4 separate regions of the Mus musculus genome follow, and all the other regions are linked to region 4. The links are chromatin contacts, called in public HiChIP or PLAC-seq and promoter capture Hi-C maps. All regions are on one chromosome and are shown on one strand. Each heading gives the region's core, a stretch centred on a gene start, on an enhancer-like site or on the middle of the called end of the contact. The rest is flanking DNA. Distances are from core to core; before and after follow the strand shown.

Evidence for each region. Promoter capture Hi-C pulls out the DNA fragments that hold promoters and counts their contacts. HiChIP or PLAC-seq counts read pairs in DNA pulled down with a chosen protein or histone mark.
Region 1: a promoter capture Hi-C map of pre-B cells shows a contact between it and region 4. The contact joins the enhancer-like site here to the promoter of 5930430L01Rik in region 4. A contact is called at or near these places in 8 of 39 promoter capture datasets (the C10 cell line, the HPC-7 cell line, HPC-7-derived erythroid cells and 5 more), 3 of 484 Hi-C or Micro-C datasets (the G1E-ER4 cell line, group 2 innate lymphoid cells and nephron progenitors), 5 of 115 datasets of contacts at active chromatin or transcription factors (bone marrow-derived macrophages, craniofacial prominence, embryonic basal ganglia and 2 more) and 4 of 9 other capture datasets (adipose tissue, embryonic stem cells, liver and 1 more).
Region 2: an HNF4G HiChIP or PLAC-seq map of pancreatic cancer cells shows a contact between it and region 4. The contact joins the enhancer-like site here to the promoter of 5930430L01Rik in region 4. A contact is called at or near these places in 7 of 39 promoter capture datasets (the C10 cell line, the HPC-7 cell line, embryonic stem cells and 3 more) and 1 of 115 datasets of contacts at active chromatin or transcription factors (pancreatic cancer cells).
Region 3: a promoter capture Hi-C map of liver shows a contact between it and region 4, with 9 times the contacts expected there. The contact joins the promoter of 2210417A02Rik here to the promoter of 5930430L01Rik in region 4. A contact is called at or near these places in 6 of 39 promoter capture datasets (embryonic stem cells, liver, pre-B cells and 2 more), 1 of 115 datasets of contacts at active chromatin or transcription factors (pancreatic cancer cells) and 1 of 9 other capture datasets (embryonic stem cells).

The regions. Positions count from the first base shown.
Region 1 is chr5:148,829,615-148,832,841 of GRCm38.p6, forward strand. No RefSeq gene overlaps it. Among named protein-coding and RNA genes, the nearest start is that of Gm36405, 22 kb to the left of the region's middle. Within about 2 kb of position 1,972, at least 51 of the 459 cell types and tissues checked have an H3K27ac peak or open chromatin away from gene starts, as enhancers often do. A contact at or near this core is called in the HPC-7 cell line, bone marrow-derived macrophages, embryonic stem cells and 2 more, where this site is marked.
Region 2 is chr5:148,787,377-148,790,888 of GRCm38.p6, forward strand. No RefSeq gene overlaps it. Among named protein-coding and RNA genes, the nearest start is that of 4930505K14Rik, 11 kb to the left of the region's middle. Within about 2 kb of position 2,070, at least 76 of the 459 cell types and tissues checked have an H3K27ac peak or open chromatin away from gene starts, as enhancers often do. A contact at or near this core is called in liver and pancreatic cancer cells, where this site is marked.
Region 3 is chr5:148,739,861-148,743,273 of GRCm38.p6, forward strand. 2210417A02Rik (RIKEN cDNA 2210417A02 gene) reads left to right here and starts at 1,980. Exons shown (of 2, transcript NR_028285.1): 1 at 1,980-2,124; 2 at 2,875-3,279.
Region 4 is chr5:148,993,845-148,997,096 of GRCm38.p6, forward strand. 5930430L01Rik (RIKEN cDNA 5930430L01 gene) reads right to left here and starts at 1,371. Exons shown (of 2, transcript NR_102384.1): 1 at 1,274-1,371. Gm15411 (a long non-coding RNA gene) reads right to left here. Exons shown (of 5, transcript XR_868721.2): 4 at 2,477-3,252.

The sequences.
Region 1 (3,227 bases), core at 722-3,221, 160 kb before region 4:
TGGCCAGATACCTCTGGCTGAGAGGGAGGCTTTTATGACCCGGACACCTCAAAATACACCCCCCCCCACCTGCTGCATGAGGTCTAACCTTCACCACTTGCACGATATTGACCTCTTGTTACTTGAAGCTCAAATCATGCCTGGTGCATTCGGTCCTACAACTTCCCACCTGATGCATTAGTTCCCTCTGCTGCACTAAGCTTTACCTCCCACCTATTGCATTAGCACCGATGCGTGCTTTCTGGTGCATACAGTCAGCTCATAGCAAAGAGACAATAAAAATGTGCATAAGAAAAATGAAAAGTGTGCCTGTGATAGCCTGATGGGTGGGAACCAGCTCACGCATGCCTTCGTTGACTCAGAACTGCTGATAATGGGAGGCACCGTAGTTCTTGAGAGCAAAATGGAGGCTTTAAAAAAAAAAAAAACTGATATGGGTAGCTTAGAAAGCTGAGGCACTCCATGAATCAGTGAGAGCAGACCAGAGGATAGCATTCCTCTACAGTATCAGCTTCAGTTCCTGCCTTAGGTTCCTGCCCTGACCCCTCTCAATGATGGAGTGACATACAAGAGAACGGTGCAGTCAACCCTTTCTCCCCGAGCTGTTTTTGATCAGCACATTTTATCACAGCAACGGGAAAGTCAATTGGATCACTTGTTTCATTTCATCGTCCAAAATGTTCAAGTGATTTCAAAAGTGGTTGGGGGTCTCTGGTCTGCAAGATAAGCCCTTTAAAGGGCATTCTAAGCCTTGCCACCCTCCGTAAGTCTGAGTCTCTTAGTGTAAAGGATAACGTGAGTCTGTGCTGCACTTCCTTAGTAATTAGCACACTGTGCTACAATTCTGACAAAGCCCATGTATTTTGACTCAAATTATGAGTGTTGTGCAAACTGCACAAACTCCAAGAAAACAAGGCACATTGATATTAGGAGGGTGCAGAGCTCATTGATCTTAGGAGGATGCAGAGCTCATTGATCTTAGGGGCGGATGCAGACATTGTTGCGAAGCAGGAGCTCCTGGACCAGGCTTGAGGGCCGCCTTAAGGCAAGATCCCTAAATCCTTTGCCTTTAGTTGCTTCATCGGTCCAACGGGATTAGAAAGCTTGCTGGGTTGCTGTGTAGACGGAAGTTGTCAGTATCTGTGGGCACCGTGTTTGGTGCAGGGGTGAACTTAGGAAAAGAAAAGGCATTGAAAACTTCCTGAGCACCTAGTGACTCGTTAATAGCCTGTGACAAAACATGGCTTTTTTTTTTTTTTTTTTTTTTTTAAATAATGAAAGAAGAAAACAGTCACTGGTGTTCATTGATACTGGGGCTAGTTTATTTTTCCATCTCAAAACCAGGGTTGGTCAGGGAGGAGAAAGAGTGGGGAAGGTTTAAGCAAATAATAGCCCAAAATGTCTGAATAAAATTTTGCAAAGAAAAAAAATATAAAATTTTCTTCCCAAGGACGGCAGTTGGGCAACACGGGAGCGATTTTCTGCTTGGTCTTGTTCTCAAGACAAACACAGCGCCAAGTGGAAATCTTCATTTCCTCACTCGGGGAGAGACAAACGGGTCTGTCTGTCTATTAAGTCTTTCAAATCTGTGACCACAGACTGCAGGCAGAAGACAAGGAAGCAGAAGCTTGGTTGAGTTGGGCAATTGCTTGAAAAGCATCTCTGTGGGAGAGCAAGGCTCCCGGGGCAAAACGTGCTCTAGGAACAAAGCCCTCTCCCAGGGGAAGCGCAAGGGGCTGTAGTCCTTCAAGGGCTGGGGAGACAGAGGGCGGACCAACCCTAATAGCCAGGGAAATATGGAAGGAGGGACTCTGGCAGACGCTACAGTGTCTGTTTGGGTCTTTACCACTGCTAGTGGCCTTGATCCCTTTCACGCAGGATTTAAATGAGTCCAGATCCCAGGGCCCCCTCCTCCTATTCTTGGCCTAACGCACAGTGAAAATGAAAGCTCACTTGCTCAACATCCCAGGGGAAGCGCTGAAGCCACATGAATTCATTTGAGCACAAACTGAAGCTTGCCCATTCAAACGGCAAACACCATTTACTTCGAGTTTATTTATTTAAGAGAGAGCTTTTGAAATTTAATGTCATACTTCCCTGCTCCCTTTTCTGCCAGGAGATGGTTCCGAGATGAGCAGAGCGAAGGTAGAGGGTGGAGAGGGGCGCTCAGTAGCACCCCCTGCTGGTTGGTTGTTTTGTTGGCTTGCTGCTGGGTCGGCAGTGTGGATATTGCTGATGGAGAGACTCAGTGAGGAGATATGGAGAGGTCGTCGCCCACGCTGTTGGCGTCTGCAGTTTCTGTCCCTGCCACGCTAAGCAAGAGGCCACTATTGATCCTTTCTTATACCCACTCATGCTCATTGAAAGCTCGTGGCTTTAAACACCATTCATACGCTCAGGCTTTTCCTTAGCGACAGACTTGTTTGTCCACCCGCTAGAAGGCGCCACAAGGATACTGGATGCAAACTGCGTGCTTCCAGGCTCAGCACCTGCCCTTGCTAAGTCCGACTTCCTCTCCCGACTCTTTCGGACAGTGAAGGCAACTCCTTCATTTCCACATCTTGGGTTCACCCCTGACCATCTTAATTCTCCACGCACTAGCCCACGTGATCAGCAGCCCCGTGACCTTACCTTTAAAATACACTCAGAGGTCGATGGCTGACCACTTGCTCCCAGCCACTACCTCAGCGTAGCCACCACTGGCCTCTTTCCAGGTTGTTACCTATTTGGCTTCCCGGGTTCTTGTCTCTCTGATATACAAATCCATCCCGAAAGCAAACTCCCCTGTTAGTCTCACATGGTTTGAATAGTCTCACATGGTTTGAAGCCTCTGGTTTCTCCGACCTCGTCGCAGTTAGCTTTCCTGTCCACTTGCAGCTCTGATTCAGGAGCCCTGCGAGTCCCCTTCCCTCTGTATACGATGGCGGTCACCTGGGTTAGCTCCTGACCCAACCTGGGCTCCTGGTGCTGCTCAGATATCCTTATCTCCTGAGGATTAAATACCTAGATACTTTCTCTAATCATCTTCACTACCCATCTGAATTAGGGTTCTCTAATGGAATGGAACTGATAAAATCAGTGTGTGTGTGTGTGTGTGTGAGAGAGAGAGAGAGAGGGGGGGGGGATAGAGAGAGAGAGAGAGCACCTGTGCGCCCACTAAAGGAAAGTCCAAGAATTCCGTAGTTGTTCCCTCCACGAGACAGGAAGTTTCAGTGTCCTTACCTGGT
Region 2 (3,512 bases), core at 820-3,319, 210 kb before region 4:
TTGCATCTGATTGGCTGAAGTGAAGATCTGACATCCAGTAGCTGAGCAGGAAATGGAGGGCAGTACGAGGGGGAGGGAGGAGGGAGAGGGAGAGGGGAAAGGGAGGGGAGGGGAGAGGGAGATTGAGAGAGTCAGCCAGCGGAGCAGAGCAGAGCTGACCACGTGGTGGGACATCGTGCCAGGATTAGTTTAGTTTAGTGGGGTTAGAGTAGTGGGGAGACTGTCCTAGCTGAAAGGCCTAAGCTTTAGAATATTAAAAAGCCTCTCTGTCATTATATCGCTGACAGTCTGAGATAGACCCACTATAGCTGGGGGGTCACCACGACATGAGGAATTGTACTAAGGGGTTGCAGCATTAGGAAGGTTGAAACCATTGTGAGTCTAAACCTTCAGGATTCACAGCAGAGCCTGGGAATGCTCCCGTGTTAAAGTTCTCAGAGCTGTAGCCTAAGCCAGAAAAAGACCACCATCTTTTAGGGCTCCAGAGAGACAGGAAGCTGTGGCTGGCATGCCACTGTTTGGGATGCTTCTACACCCACTTCTCCATGATCTTGTCAAAGCCATGTGGTCCCCTCTTAGATGACGGCTGCCATTGGCAAACACTGCCCAGTGACCACAGTGACATCTTACAACAGTTGCAGCTCTTATTTGTATTTATTTTTTTGAACACCGTGACACAGACACGAGGCCCAGAGTGGTGCTTTTGTAAGTCTCCTGTCCTTTCCCATAGAGCGCCACCATAGCCCAGCCTCTCTGTCCTCTTCCTGAACCAAGAAGCATCCGGCTAGAGGGGCAAGACTGGGGAAGGTGACGTAAGACAAGATGCAAAGCCTTCTGGGACAGGCAGGTGCGGCCCGAAGCACTTGAGTCTCATTTCCCTCCAAAGTTACTGTTTCATACTACACTTGTGTTAATCCATGGTACTTTGCCTCAGAGAGACCATGTGTCTGCATAGGGAACCCCAGCTTCGAACTGCGGGCTACACATGCATGCTCCGCGTGGGAAAGCAGAATGCTAGAATGGCTGAGGGTTCCCATGGACACTTCGTCAATGAAACCTCTCGGGCAGTGTAAGGCCACAAGCCCTACCACCACTATCAGAAACACTGTGTATCAACCCGGAAACACACCCTTTCCCACACACATGGAGCTAGCCCAACTCTCTTCAGACACACCATGGTTACCGTGTTTGCAACCCTCCCCTGCCTCTATTCAATTTTCACTGGGGCCACTGTGTATGGGCAAATCTCTGGACGACTCTGTTACGTCATCATCCATTGGGTGCCGGGACTCGAACGCAGAACCATGAGCACACGCTCAGCATGAGTTGCACACTCCACACTCTTCACTGCCGTCACCACAGTTCCCTTTAAATGGAAGAGCTAGCCTTCAGCGGAGGCCAGGTCCCCTCCCGTTAGCCTGCCCACCCCACAGCTCCTTCCTTGGCTGCTTTTCTGGGTCAAAGCTTAGGCGCTGATACAGAGCAAAGCAACCTCCAGAGAGACAAGGCTGGCAAGGTGCTGTGATGTGAGACTCCCTCCTCCGCAGCAGAGGACTGACCCATAACCGTAACCGGACTGCCTCTTCCTCCCAGCCAACTTCTCCAACCTGGCCTCCAATAGCAATCTAATCAACAATCCAAACTCAATTCCAGAAGTGTCAAACTAAGACCCCCCACACACAAGAATCAATTAACATAAGGCAAGGCAGGGCAACCCCCATGCCCCAGCTCTCCCTCCTGTCTCCTTAAAACTTCAACAAACCCCTCCTCCCCCACCTCCCCCCATCCCAGCCTGCAATAGTACCAAAAGCAGATTGTGAGCCGGGAACCCCTGACACTGAGGCTGGAAGCTGTAATTACCCAGTGTATAATTTGGTTGCTAAATGGATTGTTTACAAAGGTGTGCATGATGAAATCACAGGCCTGACAGAAATGAGGCGGGCTGGAAGGGAGGAAGGGAGGGAAGGAGGGAGGGAGGGAGGCAATCATTAATGTTCCCCCTCCCTCCAGGCTGCCACCTGCCAACTGTGGCTGCTACCACCACTAGCTCCCTGACCTCACTGAGTCACCAGGGCCTCGTGTTCCATGACGTGGGGAAATACCTGGCCTCGCTCCCTCCCTCAGGTTCCATCTGGTAATGATTCCCCGGGAAGGCAGGCTTACCTCAGCATAGCAAGCTGACAAATGGAGTTCAGTTGTTACAGGCCCCTAGGGTTAGCCCAGGAGGAAAATGAGCCCAGCGGAAGCCCTGGAAGACCCGTGGGCCAGAAGAGGAGATCGAGGTCCCAGGGCTAATTCCACCTTCCATGACTAGGGAGCTGCCCTGGAAATCGAGCTGCCTCATGCTCTTTCCTCTGTGGGAATAATAAAAAACAGGGCCCCACCAGAGTACCGAGCATAAAGGAATGGGAAGAGGGTCAGCCATCCTCAGTAGAGTCCCCAGGATGTCAGCTCAGACTTCCCGAGGTAAGAGACATGACTGCTCAAAAGCAAGATGACATTTGAGTCTGGAGAAGATGGCTCAGCGGTTAAGAGCACTGACTGCTCTTCCAGAAGAGCACCCACATGGTGGCTCACAGCCACTGTAATTCCAGTTCCAGGAGGTCTAAGGCCCTCCCCTGGCCTCCACAGGCATTGCATGCACACATACAGTGCATAGACATGTGTGTGCAGGCAAAGCACCCGTCTACATAAGATAAGAAGTTTTTTTTTTTTTCAAGGTAACATTTGCTAGGACCGAGGAATGGTGGCCCACATGGGAACCGGGGGAAAGATGTAGTTGCAAACTGAACAGTGAGCTAACTGCAAAAAGGTGGAGAGGTCAGATAGTATCAAAACCAAGCCAAATGTCATTTTAGAACAACGAAAAGAAATGATCATAATCTATATACACTTATATTAGGGGGCTATAAGGATAAAGAGCCAAGAAATCACAAATAAATGAACATGTCAGGCATCTTCATTAGGGTTTTGTTACTATGAAGAGAGAGAGACCATGACTTTTGTAAGGGACACCATTTGATTGAGGCTGGCTTACAGGTTCAGAGGTTCAGTACATTATCATCAAGGCAGGAACATGGCAGCATCCAGGCAGGCATGGTGCAGGCGGAGCTGAGAGTTCTACATCTTGTTCTAAGGACAAGCAGCAGACGACTCCCTTCCGGGCAGCTAGGAGGGGGATCTCCAAGTTCACCCCCACACAGTGACACACTTCCTCCAACGAGGCCACACCTCCTAATAGTGCCACTCCCTGGGCCAATGACCCACCACAGTAAATGACCGAGTGTGGTGGGGCTCGCCTTCAGTCCCAGCACTCTGGAGGCAGAGGCAGGGGTCTCCATGAGTTCAAGGCCAGCCTGAGCTATATATTGAGTTCCAGGCTATCTGGGGCTACATAGTGAGACCTTGTCTCAATGGGCAACCAAAAGGAAGAGGAAGAGGCAGCAGTGGCAGCAGCAGCGGCATCAAAGGAGGAGGAGGAGGAGGAGGAGGAAGAAGAAGAAGAAGAAGAA
Region 3 (3,413 bases), core at 730-3,229, 250 kb before region 4:
GGGTGGGGCCCCTGGCATAGTCATAGTGATACTTAGGTTGGAGACAGCCAGCAGAGGAAGAGGAGCAGAAACCATAGTTCAGAAATAAATTCAGCATTTTAAGTCTCCCACATTGGAGTGTATAGGGGAAGGGAGGCAGGGAGAGATGGTGATCTTTGGTGAGTTAATGAGCCTAGAAGCCCCTCCAAGGATGGGGTGGGGTGGCTCTAGATACAGGTGAAACACGTCTATTCCTCCCTCAGGTCCCAGCAGCTCCTGAGAACCAGTCTTTGCTATCGGCACACACCTGGCACACAGACACGTCTCATCGGAGGCTGTAAGCACAGTTATGCCCCCTCCCCATTCGGAACCAGCAGTCAGACTTAAAACCCAATTACAGTTCAGCTCTGTCTCCCCGAGGGGTATCGGTAATGGCGGCTCTTCCCATGTCCCAGGCAAACACTAGTCCAAGCCATTGTACTTTACTCCCCGGGAATAGCTTCACAACGAGTATCATCTGCAGCGGACTGATGGAGAAATTAGAGGCTGTACAAGCTACAGAAATTGCTCAAACTCACTGTTGAGTGCAGACGGAGAGCCGGTGTCAAAAGGTCTGTGCTATCACCTGACTTCCTCCTCGGTAGAAGAAAGAGCTTAAATAGCTAGGCCTTGTGTGTGTGTGTATGTGTGTGTGTGTGTGTGTGTGTGTGTGTGTTGCCAAGGTATAATTCCCCCACCTGTTTCCAGATGGACACATCCTGGCAGAGGAAGCGCCCAGGGGTGTTTAATGCCAGGGGCTGCCAGAGGCTTGTAAACAGGGCCATAGACAACACCCGCACCAACAATTATACCCAAGGCCGAAAAGCAGCCAGTGGTGTGTCACCTCCCATCTGCACAAGCTACAGCCACAATTTGCCGAGACAGCACCTTGTATGTCTAGAAAAGCCAGACCCAGATATTTCTGGGCCCAAGGACAGCGGGCTTCCTCATTAAAAAAAAAAAAAATTATCAGACAGATAACCACTTAAAGTTTGAAAGTGTCATAACTCAGCCACCCAGACACATGCCAAACACCACCTCTTTTTCTTTTCTGTCCTCCCAAGTACAGATGTTAATTAGGGGTCATTGAAAGGCCTCGTGCATGCAGCTGCTGACCTCCTGGAGACCGCCCACTGGTGACCTTCAGGAATGACCAAGTTCAAACACCAAGCCGCTTTCGATTTAATCACAGGCTGCGGCTAGCTGCAAACACCCCTGTGCAAACAGGGCGCTTAGGAGAGGGAGCCAGTTCTGCAAACAAACAGCACTGGGCAGACACTCAGCTCTCAGAAACCCTGAAGGCTGACATCACAACCCCAGGCTCCAAGCCAGAAATTCTGTAGGCCCTGACCCAGCCACAGAGGGCGGGAGGTTTGCTCAGAATTTATTGGGAAGCTGTGGATAAATTTCCTTTAGAGTTACCTGATGAGTGTGGCGCTTTGTGACAGTTAATCTGGATGTGTTCTGCAGCCAATATGGAGGGGGTGTCATTGTCAAATTCCTGTTTTGAGTTGATAAAGGCTTAAACAGAAATGGACCTTCGATGATTCAGCTTACTCTTACCAAGTGTTTACTACGCACCCCGGAAGAGCCATTCATGCGGCAAATACTTATTGAGCACCTACTATGAGGTAGGCTCTGGAGACACAGTGGTCCCCATCTGTTGATCATTTTGCAGGCTGGAGAGGAGCTCAGACGTGAAGGCATGATGTGTGTGATGCTGAAGAGCCGAAGGAAATGGGATAGTGCCAAGGGAGACTTCTGGAGCCACTGGAGACTTCCGGGTGCGGGGAGCTCAAAGAGCTGCCCCCATGGAAATGAAGTTTAGTTTATAAACTGATTGAATTGGGGAAAGCCCAGTGGGGCTCCACCCATCCTTCTCTCGGGCTTCCTGCAAGAAGCACCGGAAGTGAGTTCGAGAAGCCTGAAGGGAACTGTAGTTCGGTTTGTAGAACTTGCTGGAAGAGCAGGAAGCAGTTAACAGAAGCTTTGTAAACTCTGAACTCAGACTCTGTGCTAGGACCCGCGGCTGCGCGGGTTTCACAGGAAAGTTAGATGACGACACGGTCTTGCTTCTCCTTTCCAGTCACCCTCAAAGAGTCCAAGGTATGAGTGGCTGGCAGAGAGGGCAGGTGGGAGCACTCGGGACCTGACTGGGGACAGGGGAGATGGGGCAACAGTGGGGGTGTTGGGGAGGGCGACCTGGCAAGGCAGGTGGGAAGGGTGACCCCTGCCACAGAGCTCTGGGCGAGCAGAAGAAAATTCACAGAGCCGCAAGCTGAGTCAAGAAGCCCGAGAGAAGGATGTGTGGAGCAGGACATGGCAAATTCTCTTAACTATTGAACCATCTCTCCAGCCCCTCTTTCTCTCTTTTCAAAGATTTATTTTTATTTTATGTGTATGAACGTTTGCCTGCATAAATGTCTGTGCACCACATGGATGCAATACCCATAGAGGCCAGAAGGGGGCATCAGATTCCCAGGACCTGGAAATTCCCAGGCACTTTCACATGGTTGGGAGCCACCAGGCCCTTTGGAAGAGCAGCCAGTGTTCCTAACCACAGAGCCATCTCTCTAGCCCCTTTAGAATCTCCTTTTTAAGGGCCTTAATTCTAACTGTTACAATGTCCAACTCTTTGCTGCACCACACTTGGTACCTGAGAGCAGAGATATGTTTAATCGCCTTAGCAGTCTGCTGGGTCAGAAAAGGAAAGAAGAGAGTCTGTTTGCAGGAACTGTAATCTAAGTCTGAGAAAGCAGCTGTGATTCCCACCTGCTGTGCACCCTGAGGGGAATCCTGGGAAAGGAACAGCACACAGTTCCGCCTCTGTCTTTCTTCCCTACATCCCTCTCTCAGGAAGTAAGCCTTCCCGTATCTTGTTCTCGGTTGAAGGACCCGTTGAAGCCCCTCTATTCCTAAGGAAGAAAAGAAAAACCGTTCTCCAGGAGATGATCTGAAAGAGTCAAGCTTTGGATTCTATATGTCTTGAAGCCGTCATTTGAGTGACCCTTGCCCTTGTGCATTAAGAATTCTCCAGCAGGAAACTGAACAGTATTGATTAGATTTGAAGATATGGCTGGAGAGTAGGCTCGTCAGTTAAGGTTATATACCACTCTTGCAGAGGACTGAGTTCAGGTCCCAGCACCCACAATGCCTGAGACTCTTGCTTTGGGAATCCAAGTTATCTGCCTGTACCTACATACCCCGCACCCCAAGACACATACACCTACGCATAATTAAAAATAAATCTTTTTAAAAAACTGAATACATCTACCCTTTGACCCAAAGGCTCAAAAGTATAGGAATTTATCTTGCAGAAAATAGTCTCCTGTGTGGATAAAAGCCTCATTAAGCTTTCTTTTTTGTAAGGTCACACCATTTTCAACCCTCGAGGA
Region 4 (3,252 bases), core at 121-2,620:
AAGCCATGGGAGCAAGCCGTCAGAAACATCCCTCCATGGCCTCTGCTTCCTGTCTTCAGGTTCCTGACATGACTTCCCTCAGTGATAATGTGACCAGAGCTGTAAACTGAAACAAACTCTCTTCACAAGTAGGTTTTGGTCATGGTGTTTTATCCAAGCAATTGAAAGCATACTAAGATGACTTTATTAAAATCAGTCTAAGACAACAGATTGAATTAAAGCCCATTCTTGTAAGATGCATCTCGGACTTTTGGGGAATTTAAGAAACATGGCATTTTACTGCATGTATGGAACAACAAATAGAACTCAAGAATAATCAATTTTTATAATTAAGTCTCCTTACTGAGTACAAACCCAAAGGAAAAGGGATTAGAGCATTGTTGCAAAAGTATTCTCATGGGATCGGAGAACCATTGAGTAAACTAAGTAGATTTAAAACTGGTGGGCTATAGAGGTAACCGGATACCTCCGGTCATCTTTTTATTTATTTTTGAGTTGGCTCTCACTATGTAGCCCTGGCTGTCCTGGAATTTGCTGTATGAACAGGGCTGGCCTCAGACTCACAGAGATTCATCTGCATAAGACTGAATCTTCATTACGCAGTGACTGGGGAAAGGTCTGTTTGCACAATGTGAAAAGTGGAAATTTGAGGTTTTAAAAGCGCGGGCTTCTTCCTTTGTTTATTCCCTAAGTCCCTTTCTCTGTGCTGTACCCACTCCCTCCAACAAAGCTTGGTCACTTTCCATCCCACTCGCTATTTTCACTTCTACGCTAACATCAAACTCAATTCTACGTCACAGATTTTAGAAGCACCCAGGAACAGTACCCAGCCTAGAGAAGGAGAAAGAAATGTCTAAATTCAAAGGCTGAGCAAGGAAACCGCCTGCCAGGCCTGCCTGCCTGGTCGGTCTCATCAATCACAAGACTTAGGTGTCATGAAAACTCCGCCAGAGCTCCCACAGGCTGACGTGCCTCCTCCCTCTCATCGTCTCCGGGAACCCTTGGCACCAATTTCTTAAGGCACAGAAACCTGGCTCTCCGCTTAAGTTTTAACCAAGAACTTCTCTGAGGTCCCAGCAGCGCTGGGGCGGCGCACTGGCTCCTAGGCTGCTGATGCTGTGGCCCTAGCTACCCAGGGCTGCAAAAGCAGGAGGTGCCGCGCAAGGCTGCAAGTTCTAGAGAAAGCAGGGGGCGAGGGGCTCTGTTTGCCGGCTCCGCCATCTCCTCTAGAAAGCACTTAGCGAGAATAAAGTCACCCGCCCACCCCGGATACCTTCTATTGCAATTCTGACGTCCGGGCCTCCTTAAAGCCAGCATTTTTCTCCCTGGGAGAAAGCATTAGTTAATGATTGCCAGCCGCCTTCGCTGTCTGGCAGGCCACGTGACCTGGACACGTGACTTGGAGCCGGCTGGGATGGTTTCTCCTCTTTGAATAAGCTCCTGCTTATTATTGCAGTTACAAGCCTGTGGAAGCGGTGGGTGCAACGTGATTGCCTGGCGGTTACACAACGCCAGAGAGCTGTGCTCGCCGCTGCCAGCCAGCCGCTCCGGGGCTGACTTCTAAAGGAACAGAAAACAAACAGGACTTGCTGTTTTCCAAAGTGAGAGTTCGTTTTCTCTTTAGAAAAAAGCATCTTGGCAAAAGGCAAAGCCCAACCTTGCCAAACTGTACTAGTTCTTTTGGGGCAAAAAGATAAAACTACCGTGCAACAGGCGATTTTTACCACGCCTTTCTCTTCTTTCTCCCTGAAAAGGCCTCGAATAGGTTCTTTTTACGTTTATAAAAAGTGTACAATAATAGAACTTGGAGGCATATACTTTTAATCCCAGCACTCCTGGAAGCAGAGGCACATAGAAATTTGTGATCTTGAAGCCAACCTAGTTTACATAGCAAGTTCCTGGCCAGCCTGGGATACACTATGAGAACCTGTGTCGTCGTCGTCCTCGTCTCCCCCACCCCCCAACGCCACCCTACAATCTATCCCCCACCCAGTATTAAGGTTCTAATACAATAGTAAGAGTGTTTGGCTTCCATGTATTAAAGCTCTTAGGATTAAACCCAGAGAGAGGAAGAGAGGGAAGAAGGAAGGGAAAAGAAAAAGGCTCTATGGTTAGTTTTAAATTTAAACTGCAAATGAAAAGGTCTTTTGTGGCTCCTCCTGCCTTTAATTTGTAAAATATTAACAGTTGAATTTTTATTTTCAGCGTCTGGAAGAAGCTTCATAGGAGACATTATATGCATGCATATGAATGAAAATATATGCAGATTAGCCTCCAGAGGGCCTTTCCCCCCACCAAGATATCTTTACTGTGTGCGTCTTAGAACTGTCCAACGTCCCTGCAAAGGGAGCCCTGCAATGTTTAGCTTTCTCCTTGTTGACAATTACAAGAGATGGGCAGAGAGGGAAAAAAAACCACACAACTGAGTAGGACAGATGCCCTCCCCAGGTGGGACTGCTGAGGGAGGTCCCCATACCTGTCTCTTCCTTTGAGGCGACCCTTTCTCCAGCCCAGGCCAAGAAGTTCTCAGTGGTGAATTCATTCCACAGCCTGCTAGCTGTTACTGCAGGAGCCTCGATAGCAGGAGTAACAACCAGAGACAGACAGGCAGACAGACAGACAGACAGACAGAGCAAGCCTGCCTTCTTGGGGTTTTACTTCAGAGATCTCCAGGGCCCAGCCTGGCCTGGCCTGGCCCAGACTGAAGTAGCTAGTGCAGTCTGAGAGGCCCCTTTCTGTTCTCCTGGCATTGCCAAGGGCCCTGCTCTACTGGCTCGAAAGACTCACGGATGTGCCAGCTGACTCACGGTGTGGTGGTTTGAACAAGAATGCCGCCCCCTCCCCCCCCTATCCCACCCCACCCCCACCCCCGACAAGCTCATGGATTTGTCATGGTGCTTTTGGAGTTCAGGAGGTACTGCCTGGATGGGGTAAGTGTGTCACTCTGAAGGGGCTTGGAGGATTTAAAGACTCCACGCTGCCGTTTGCAGCTCACTTTGTCTGCTTTGTGCTGTGCCTCCAGATGTGAGCGCACAGCTTCTTGCTCCTGCCCCTGGGGCTCTGCCCCCTTCTATTGGACTCTTGAATCTGAAGCCCAAATATGTTTTGTTTTTCCTTCTCTAAGGTGCCTTGCTTATGGTATTTTTACCATAGCAACAGAAAGGTAACTGAAACACATGGGAGAACAAGAATTCAACCTTTGCTGGAAGGCTCAGGTGCGACCTCGTTTCTTAGGGACCCTTCAAGTCAGCC